Linked DNA regions of Mus musculus: regions 1 and 2 are each linked to region 3. A link is a contact called in public HiChIP or PLAC-seq data. All regions are on one chromosome and are shown on one strand. The core of a region is the stretch at or near the end of the contact, and the rest is flanking DNA. Distances in the headings are between cores, read along the strand shown. Region 1 holds the start of Psmf1 (proteasome (prosome, macropain) inhibitor subunit 1). Region 2 holds the start of Sdcbp2 (syndecan binding protein (syntenin) 2). Region 3 holds the start of Ninl (ninein-like).

Evidence for each region. HiChIP or PLAC-seq counts read pairs in DNA pulled down with a chosen protein or histone mark.
Region 1: a FOXA1 HiChIP or PLAC-seq map of pancreatic cancer cells shows a contact between it and region 3. The contact joins the promoter of Psmf1 here to the promoter of Ninl in region 3.
Region 2: a contact with region 3 is called in an HNF4G HiChIP or PLAC-seq map of pancreatic cancer cells. The contact joins the promoter of Sdcbp2 here to the promoter of Ninl in region 3. A contact is called at or near these places in 1 of 39 promoter capture datasets (cranial neural crest) and 1 of 115 datasets of contacts at active chromatin or transcription factors (pancreatic cancer cells).

The regions. Positions count from the first base shown.
Region 1 is chr2:151,739,872-151,742,571 of GRCm38.p6, reverse strand. Psmf1 (proteasome (prosome, macropain) inhibitor subunit 1) reads left to right here and starts at 1,262. Exons shown (of 7, transcript NM_212446.2): 1 at 1,262-1,561. The coding sequence starts at 1,433.
Region 2 is chr2:151,571,042-151,573,884 of GRCm38.p6, reverse strand. It overlaps Sdcbp2 (syndecan binding protein (syntenin) 2), which reads right to left and starts at 1,262. Exons shown (of 9, transcript NM_145535.2): 1 at 1,181-1,262. It overlaps Gm39959 (a long non-coding RNA gene), which reads left to right and starts at 1,860. Exons shown (of 3, transcript XR_866853.2): 1 at 1,860-1,914.
Region 3 is chr2:151,008,024-151,011,010 of GRCm38.p6, reverse strand. Ninl (ninein-like) reads left to right here and starts at 1,613. Exons shown (of 24, transcript NM_207204.2): 1 at 1,613-1,780.

The DNA.
Region 1 (2,700 bases), core at 13-2,512, 730 kb before region 3:
GTTCTGTGCAATTGGCCATTTCTTAATCCAAGAAACCCTTCCTGATCCTTGCTTGGAACATAGGCTTCCTGTGGGCCTTGTATAGCTCTCTCAGCACCCCCAAATGACAGATTTCATACTGGATTGCTTTTTGTCTATTAAAAAGAAACACTACAAAGTTCCATCAGGGCAAGACCTGTGGCATGTTAACCTAGGCATGAGAGCTGAGAGAAGTCAAGGTCACTGGAGCCAAGGAGATCAGAGAATGAAAGGACACTTGGAGGTGATATCAGAAAGGCACAGGGCCTGTGGAGTGAGAGGGTGACAGACCTAGAGTGAACTTCGCCTTTGAGGTGTGGCTTGGGCCTAAGGAACATGGTCTTCCCTGTGTTTTAACAGAATCTCTCTGGTTGTAGGGTGAAACCAGTGTAGCATACAAGGCTGATGCCAGGCAACCAAGAAAAAAAAAATGACAATGGTTTGGGTCATGGTACCAACCAACATGGCAAAATTTATTTGTCTACAAAAAAGTATTGGACTTCAAGAAACATGGAGAAACAACAGGTGGTTAAAAAAATCTTGATGGAGATTGGGGCACAAGTGGCTAGCATTTGTCAGTTATCTCTGGGCTCTAGATGTGGTCAAAAGCTGTGTTTACTTGGGTGAAGTCATTTCACTCTTTCTGCTCTTTATATCACTCGCAAAGTGAGGATGGGTAATAAAATATACCCCATGAATTTGTTGAGAGGGGATGTAAAGGTTTTGGCACAGGATTTAGCATGCAATCAACATACATATAAATGCTATCCTAGAGACCAAATTACCAGTTCCCAGGGGCACCTCTATTGCTCACTGGCTGATTGTGACACGATTTCCAAATCTATGTAGTGGCAGAGTACTGTCATCAATACCAACTGTATAATACTGGATCTGGAAATTTTGATAAATGCATTAAAGTTTAGCATGTAGAATAAAGTGCTATCAGGCAAGAAGTACTGCAGGCATGCTAATAAATTACGATGAAAACATCTAAGACAGATTGCCTAAATTTTCCCCCGGCCTAGTACACACTCCACTTCGCAGATGAGAAGTCTACTGTAGTTGGTAGAAGGCAGTCTCTCCCCAGGAACGAACAGCCTGGCACTCAGCAGTCGCCTGCTGCAGGCAAAAAGGCTTTGAGAAGATAAGCCCTAGCCTGCGCGCTTCTTAGTGGAACCTTCTAGTTCGGTGCAGGTGTTTCCAGCCCGGAGCACGCACAAAGTCAACAAGTATTTCCGGTGCGCGTCTCTGCGTTTCCGCGTTTCCACTTTTCCGCGCAGGTGCGGACAGAGCCGAAAGCGAAGGCGGCATCAAAAGGCGTCGCTGCCGCTCGCGGTCCCGCTTCTCTTAGGCGGAGCGGCTTTCTGCATAGTCCCCTCCTTTTCTTCCTTTCCCACAGAAGCCGCAAACATCCATGGCGGGTCTCGAGGTTCTCTTCGCGTCGGCCGCTCCATCCATGAGCTGCCCGCAGGACGCACTCGTCTGCTTCCTGCACTGGGAAGTGGTGACAAACGGCTACTATGCCTTGGGCACGGGCGACCAGGTACGCGGGTGGAGGGGAGTCTGCAGCCCGAGGCCCAAAGGCCTGCCCTGACCGTGCCAAAGCCAGGGCCCGAGCGAGGCTTCTGATGCCGCACTTTAGCGCGCCTGGTGCTGGTGCCGACAACGGGCACAGCGTGCGTGTAAACTCGGGAACGGACGTGTAAAGGCGTCCCCGACACAGCCGGGGTTGTGTGGATCTGACTGAGACAGGCTAGTAGCTTCCTCAAGGTCCTCATCCACCAGTTTACCCAAAGCATCTGCCGTAGAATACTCCGTGCTACACCCTCAACTCCAAGCATCTGGATTCAAGCACTGGTGTGGCAGTGAACTTTGACCTACTCAGCCATATTCTAGGACCCCTTCTTCGAGGGGACAGTGTTTGGATTTCAGACTTGAATGCTGCGTTTGATTCTTGCTGTCCGTTCTCCTGAAGTACTTTCTGGGCTCAGGCTGCCCTTGCCTCCATTCTCTGCTGATGGGTATGCGTTTTCAGGGTAGAAGCCAAAAAAAAATTTTTTTTAATTAATTAGTTAAAAATTGAGAGGCCATTAACTGTTAATTTATCTACTAGAGAGTTTTATTTTCCAGCCTGTGGCCAGCAGATTAGTAATGCTTGCTGGACTCAGCAGGTATTTGTGTTGGTCCTCTAGCTGCCTCCTGCCACCCTCCTTCTGTGGGTGATGAGAGGAACAAAGCACGCACTTGACTGGGTAATACCAACTCAGCAGCTAAAGAGTCATGCTGCCCACTTTCTCTTTGCTTTTTTGCCTCCAGTGCTATAGAGCTGGGCTTGTAATATTTGATCTCAAGAACATGTTTGTTGACTTGAACAAACAGGCATTGATTGGTCTCCTTATTGAGGGCACGGCTACTCCCCATGAGAGCTCTGTAGCCGTGTGAGATAAGGTCAGTGGAGGGCCATGGAGATGGCCATAGATACGAGTTAGAAAAATTGGCATTGTGTTGTGGGAGTCTGAAGATTATAAAGAGAGAATGACCTGTTTATGTGTGCAGTTTTGGTTGGTTGGTTGGTTGGTTGGTTGCATTCTAGCCCAGAGGCACTAGGGTGAGCCCAGTGGCCATTAAGGAATGTTTCTAGCCTCAGGATTTTGTCTATAGAAGACAGCTAGCTTTACCTTT
Region 2 (2,843 bases), core at 13-2,512, 560 kb before region 3:
GAAGCGTGGGTTAATGTGATGGAGTAATAGCTTCTGTAAGGCCAAATTAGCCCAGGGATCTGGTGAATCGGCAAGGAGGAGGCTGTTGCTAAGCCACAAGCATGTACCTCCTCCTTCCAGGGCTATACTGTGCCAGAGGGAACGGGACTCAGGAAATTCTGTTCTCCCAGTGAAGGTCCAGGGGAGGCAGAACAGAAGCCAGGCTTTAGAGAGGCTCAACCTACTGCTTGCCTCTGACTATGAGAGCAAAGAATGGACTAGGCTCCATGTCCGATATAGTTATTTTGTAACCATGTCCGATATAGTTATTTTGTAACTATAGTAAAATAACAGTTACTTTAAGCAGAGTTATCTAGGCATGAGAAGACTATTTAAATGGGTTACACATGGAGAACATTTAGCACAGTGCCTAGCACAAATAGGCAACTCCATAACTGTCTGCTCATCCCACCTAGGGCCACCTCCTAAGTCCAGGCACTGTTTTGGATGCCCACAGTAAGAAGTGAACACAATCATCACTCTTTGATGTAGGGACTTTGTAGTGAAGAGCTGGATTAAAAAGCCCCAAGACTTTGTGGGCTGTGTCAGGTGGTGGGAAGAACTGGGGAGGAGAATGAAGTGGGGTGGAGAGCAGAGGGTGGCAGTAGGATTAGGGAAGCCTTGCTGTGGAGGGGAGAGACATTTGTGTAAAAGCTTAAAGAATTGGGTGGGCAAGAACATTCCGGGGGGTCAGGCCCACTGCACAGACCCTGGGGTGAGCATGCCCCCAGTGTTCAGAGGACCCTGAGGGAGGAAACCAGAGAAGATGGGAGGGGCTCAGACCCTGGAGGGCTCATGGGGCTTGGTGAGAATTTTGACCCTTCTTGAGTGAGAGGGAGCCACAAGGAAAGTCTGAGCATCAGAGAGCCATAGCCTTCAGGGCCTTCTGGCCAATGGATGTAGGGTAGATTAGAGGTAAGTGTAGAAGATAGAACAGTGCAGAAAATCATACGTCCTCCAAACCCTGCCAGGGAGCAGAAAAAGGAAAGCTTTGTTCCCATTTCCTTCTAAGAGTGAAGCAAATTAAAAGGAATTTACCTACCTAGGAAGTCCTAGAAGACAGGACAAGGGAGGGAAAGAAATTGGTTGTGAGCAGGTCTTGTTTAGCTCCTCTATCCCAGCCGATACGGACTGTTCTTACCTGCTGGCTCCGCACGCTGTCCTCTTCTCCAGCCACTGCAGCCTCCTGGCATGTGCTGGTCGCCTGTGTCCCAGTTGGGTTCCTGCTCTGGGAAGGGTGGTGCCCGCCCCTTGTTCAGCTGACTCACCGTGGACTAGGATGGGCCCAGGTAAGCCTGTGTGGCTCGGTAAACAGAGCAGTCACCCACGAGTGGGTGGGGCTAAAGCGTACAGCTGATATGCGTAGATGCTGTAGAGATGGGTGCGAACTAGGGCTACTTGGCCCTATGAGGAAGTCAGCACGACTGTGGCGGCCTCACCCTGCCAATAGGCAGTTAACTGGAGAACAGTGAGAGAGATGTCCTGGGCCTTAAAAGATGGCCGCAGGTTGTAACCTAGTGTATTTCTTAGAAATCAATTGCAGTGCAGTCTCTGGATCCATCATGGTGTTTCTTTTAGTAAAACCAATCTAGAAATCCCAGATGCCTGACACTGGTTAAAGGAGTCACCAATCTATAGACGATGACACAATTATTAAATCATTTCAGGAAGGTGCCAAGGGGAAATATAACAATACTGAGACAGCGAATAATCACCATTGAGGTCATACCCTCTGGTTTTGTTTTCAGAAAAGTGTGTACTGCAGGAAGTCTAGAGAGCCCCACCCCCTTTCCGGCTCTCTTTCATTCTTTCTGAGATGCTAGGGACCGAGCCTTACACTCCTAAGCAAATGCTGCCTGACATCTCCAGGCCCTGGTGAGCTTTTCACTTTGTAGTTGTGTAGATTCCAATAATGGTAGCAAAGTGTGTGTGTGTGGGCACACACAGACACACACACACTGCCTTTGCCTGTGTGTATATGTAGAAGTCAGAGATTGACAGTCTTCCTCTATTCTCCTCCACCTTAGTTTTAAGACAGGGTCTCTCACTGAACCTAGTGCTCACCATTTAAGCTAGCCTGGCTGTTCAGCAAGCCCCTGGGATCCGCCTCAGCACCTGTAGTGCAAATGTACCTGCTGTTCACGACTTTCATGTGGGTGTGGAGAGGTCCTCATATATGCATAGCAAGCACATTACCCATCAAACCATCCCTCCAGCCTTACTTATGATTTTCCTAAGAAAGCAGTAAGTATTTTGGATTTTTTTTTTAAAAAATCTAATTGGAGCCGGGGGTGGTGGTGCATGCCTTTAATCCCAGCACTTGGGAGGCAGAGGCAGGTGGACTTCTGAGTTCGAGGCCAGCCTGGTCTACAGAGTGAGTTCCAGGACTGCCAGGGCTATACAGGAAAACCCTGTCTTGGAAGAAAAAAAAACAAAAAAAACAACCCCCCCCCCCAAAAAAAAATCTAATTGGAAATCTCCTAGGAAAATTAAGGAACTGTGTTGATAGGACAGAGTTTACTTTCTTTTTCTTTTCCTTTGTCCCTCTTTTTTTTTTCTTTTTTAAGACAGGCTCTCTGTATGTAGCCTTGGCTGTCTTAGACCAGGCTGGCTTTGAAGGCTTAGAGATCTGCCTGCCTTTGCCTCCCAAGTGCTAGGTTTAAGGTGTGTACCACCAAATCCATCTCTATATCTCTATTATGTTTTTTTTTTTAATTTTGTTTTTGTTTTTTTTGTTTTTTCGAGACAGGGTTTCTCTGTATAGTCCTGGCTGTCCTGGAACTCACTTTGTAGACCAGGCTGGC
Region 3 (2,987 bases), core at 364-2,863:
TGTGTCACTAACGAAATTAGTGCGTTAGTGTGTAACCTTTAAAAGTCAAACAAATGAAACGTTCACAAAAAGAAGACCCACCAGAATGTGATGCTGTTGGGAGGTGTGGACTGGAATCTATAATCAGGTCTTCTAGTCATTGAGGAGGTGTCCCTAAAGGGAATCTGGCAGCCCCTGTCTCTCTCTCTGTCTCTGACTCTCATTCCAGCTCTGATGTGGTGACTTGCCACAAGCTCAGAAGCAACAAAGATAAATTGACCCTGGGTTGAAATCTCTAAAACTCCAAGTCCATAGAAACCCTATTCCCCCTTCTTTATTCTTACCTCAGCTATTTGCTATAGGTCGGGGGGGGGGGGGGGATGGAGTAACATGCCCCGCCCCGCTCCTCTCTGGCTAGGAGCCACTGCTGTGATGGCTAATTTGGGTTGCTGGTTTGGCTGGATCAATTAGTTCATGTCCCTGCAAAAAGTGTCTTTCACATCTCCATTTCACAGATGAACAAAGTGAAGATCTCCCAGATTGTGTAACTGGGTGGCACAAAGTCCAACATCCAGTGAATGGCCCTGTGAATCTCATCATCTAACTCTAAGTTCATTCTCTAACAGTACATGGAAAACCCAGAGTATAAGGAGATTTAGAGAATATATAGTCTTTAAAAATATTTCTAAAACTTATTGTGTGAATGTGTGTGTGCATGATGCTTATATGTCTGTGTTCAGAACGGCATGTGTCTCAGTGTGTGTGTGTGTGTGTGTGTGTGTGTGTGTGTGTGTGTGTGTAGTCAGAGGAAAGCTCTGTGGAGTTGATTTTTCTAAGGTTTTTTTTTTTTAATTATATGTATGGGTGCTTTGCCTCTATGTATATCTATGCAACACATGCACTCTTGGTGTCTGAGGAGAAGTCAACACTGGATCCCTTGGAACTAGAGTTACAGATAATTGTGAGCTGCCCTGTGGGTGCTCAGAATTGAACATGGGTCCTCAGGAAGAACAGCCAGTGTTCTTCACTGCTGAGCCATTTCTCCAGCACCTCCTATCACCTTTACATGTGTTCTGGGATTGAATTTAGGTCATCAGGCTAGCAAGGCAAGTGCTTTTACAAACTGAGCCATCTCCCTGGTCCTGATAAAATACACTCTGCACAGTGGCGACTATGGCATACCACACTTTGGGAACCTCAGGTTATAATCTAGAGGGAAGCAGGGCCCTGGTTATATGCCCCACAGCTACACCTCTGCCACAGGGTGTAGGCATGTCATGTCCATCACTGGTTGGGGCAAGTTATGACACATGAAAAGGGATACAGCCCAAGTATATGGTTCATCAGAGTACAGTATGGGCTTTTTACTGGTTCCTGGCTGCCTACCACTCTGTGGAATTCTTCCACTTGAAAGTACTTGAGTCTCTTATTTTTTAGTTTAGTTGTTGTTAGTTTTTTGTTTGTTTGTTTGTTTTTAACACCCTGTCTCCCAGAGCCTTGAAGTCATCCTGCATCCTCCTCTTCCATACCAGCTAGGCCCCTGGCCCAGCTCCGCCTGCCTCCTCGCCCCGCCCGTCCAAGCCCCGCCCCCAAGGAGCCCCGCCCCTTCCCTGGGGAGGCCCCGCGAGAACGAGGGGGCGGCGCCCAGAGGCCTTGGGAGCCCAGGGGAGCGCGGCCGGCAGACACAAAGAGCGGCCGAGGGACGCGCGCTGGGGTGTCCTACCCGGCTCGCTTTGCACCGGGCTGCCGGAGCCCGCATCCTGAACTCAGCGTTCAGAGAGCCGAGCCTCCCACTCCCCAGGTGAGTAGGGCGTGGGAGAGGGCTGAGGGGAGGGGAGCCGAGCCGAGCGGAGCCGAGGGGGGCCGAGCTGGGCCGAGGAGGGCCGAGCCGGGCCGAAGGGATCCGCATCCTCGTGCAGCGGCCGGTACACAGCGGAGCCGATGCTTGCGATGCAGGCGCGCGCTCAGAAAGCCACACCAGAGTCTCACTGCTCTGCGGCGCACTCGGACCGGGAACGGTGGTCCGCACCGAACTCAGCGTGCTAGTGGGGTGCAGCTGCCGCCCCAAATTTTGACGTACTCAGAGAGCGGGATGCCTGGGCCCGCCGTGCTTCCCGCCTTCGTCCTCTTTTGACGAGGGGAACCGGATCGGGAGGCGACCCCAGCCTGTGTCTGAGCCCCCTTCTCAGTGCCCCTGGGAAAGCCAGGGACCATGCTTGATTGAGAGCACCTATTGGCGTTGTTGCCGCGCGTCGGTCCCTCCTGTGACTGGTGAAGTCGTCCTTGCGATCTCTGGTTGTATTATCAGTTTGCACTTAGTTGTTGAAAACTGGGACACCTCTCTCTGGGGCGGAGAAGCCTGTTGCTTCTGTGTCAAGGTCGTCCCTGCCTGCGCACCATTCTGCTACTTTGTTGTGCACTTGCGAGGCTGGTCCATCGGTAATTGAGAAGCAGTGACCTGGTGTTTGGGCTCTAGCTGTCTCAGGCAACAAATTGCACGATGGGAGACCAACTTAAAGTTTCTTAAATACCTAAATTGTCAGGCGCTCTCTGTAGCTCGTTATATGGGGGTGGAAGAAAAGAGTGATGCCTTCTCTCTCCTCTACAACATTTAGCCGACTTTTAGAACCAGGAAGGAGGTCCAGAAATGGCCCTTGCAGAAGTTCACTTGATGCGCAAGGCAGGTAGCAGAGAGGGACCGTGAAGATGGTGTTTGCCTGAGATTTCCAGGTTCTTGACTATGGATTTACTGCTTTTAAAGCAGGGGTGTGTGGGAGAAAAGAAAAAGAGGGAAGAAGGTTGGTCAGTTTATGAACTACTGTGTGCAAGAACAGGCGCGAATGAGAAGGAACGTGCCTGTGGAGTTAGGGCAGTTAGGGCAGCAGCCAGCTTGCCTCTACTGTTCATTTTATGTTATCTGTTAGTGGCTTAGACGACTACAGATCAAACTAGTCTGTAGTCAGTTGCCAGACACTAATGTTTTGATGGAAGACAAACCACATATGTGA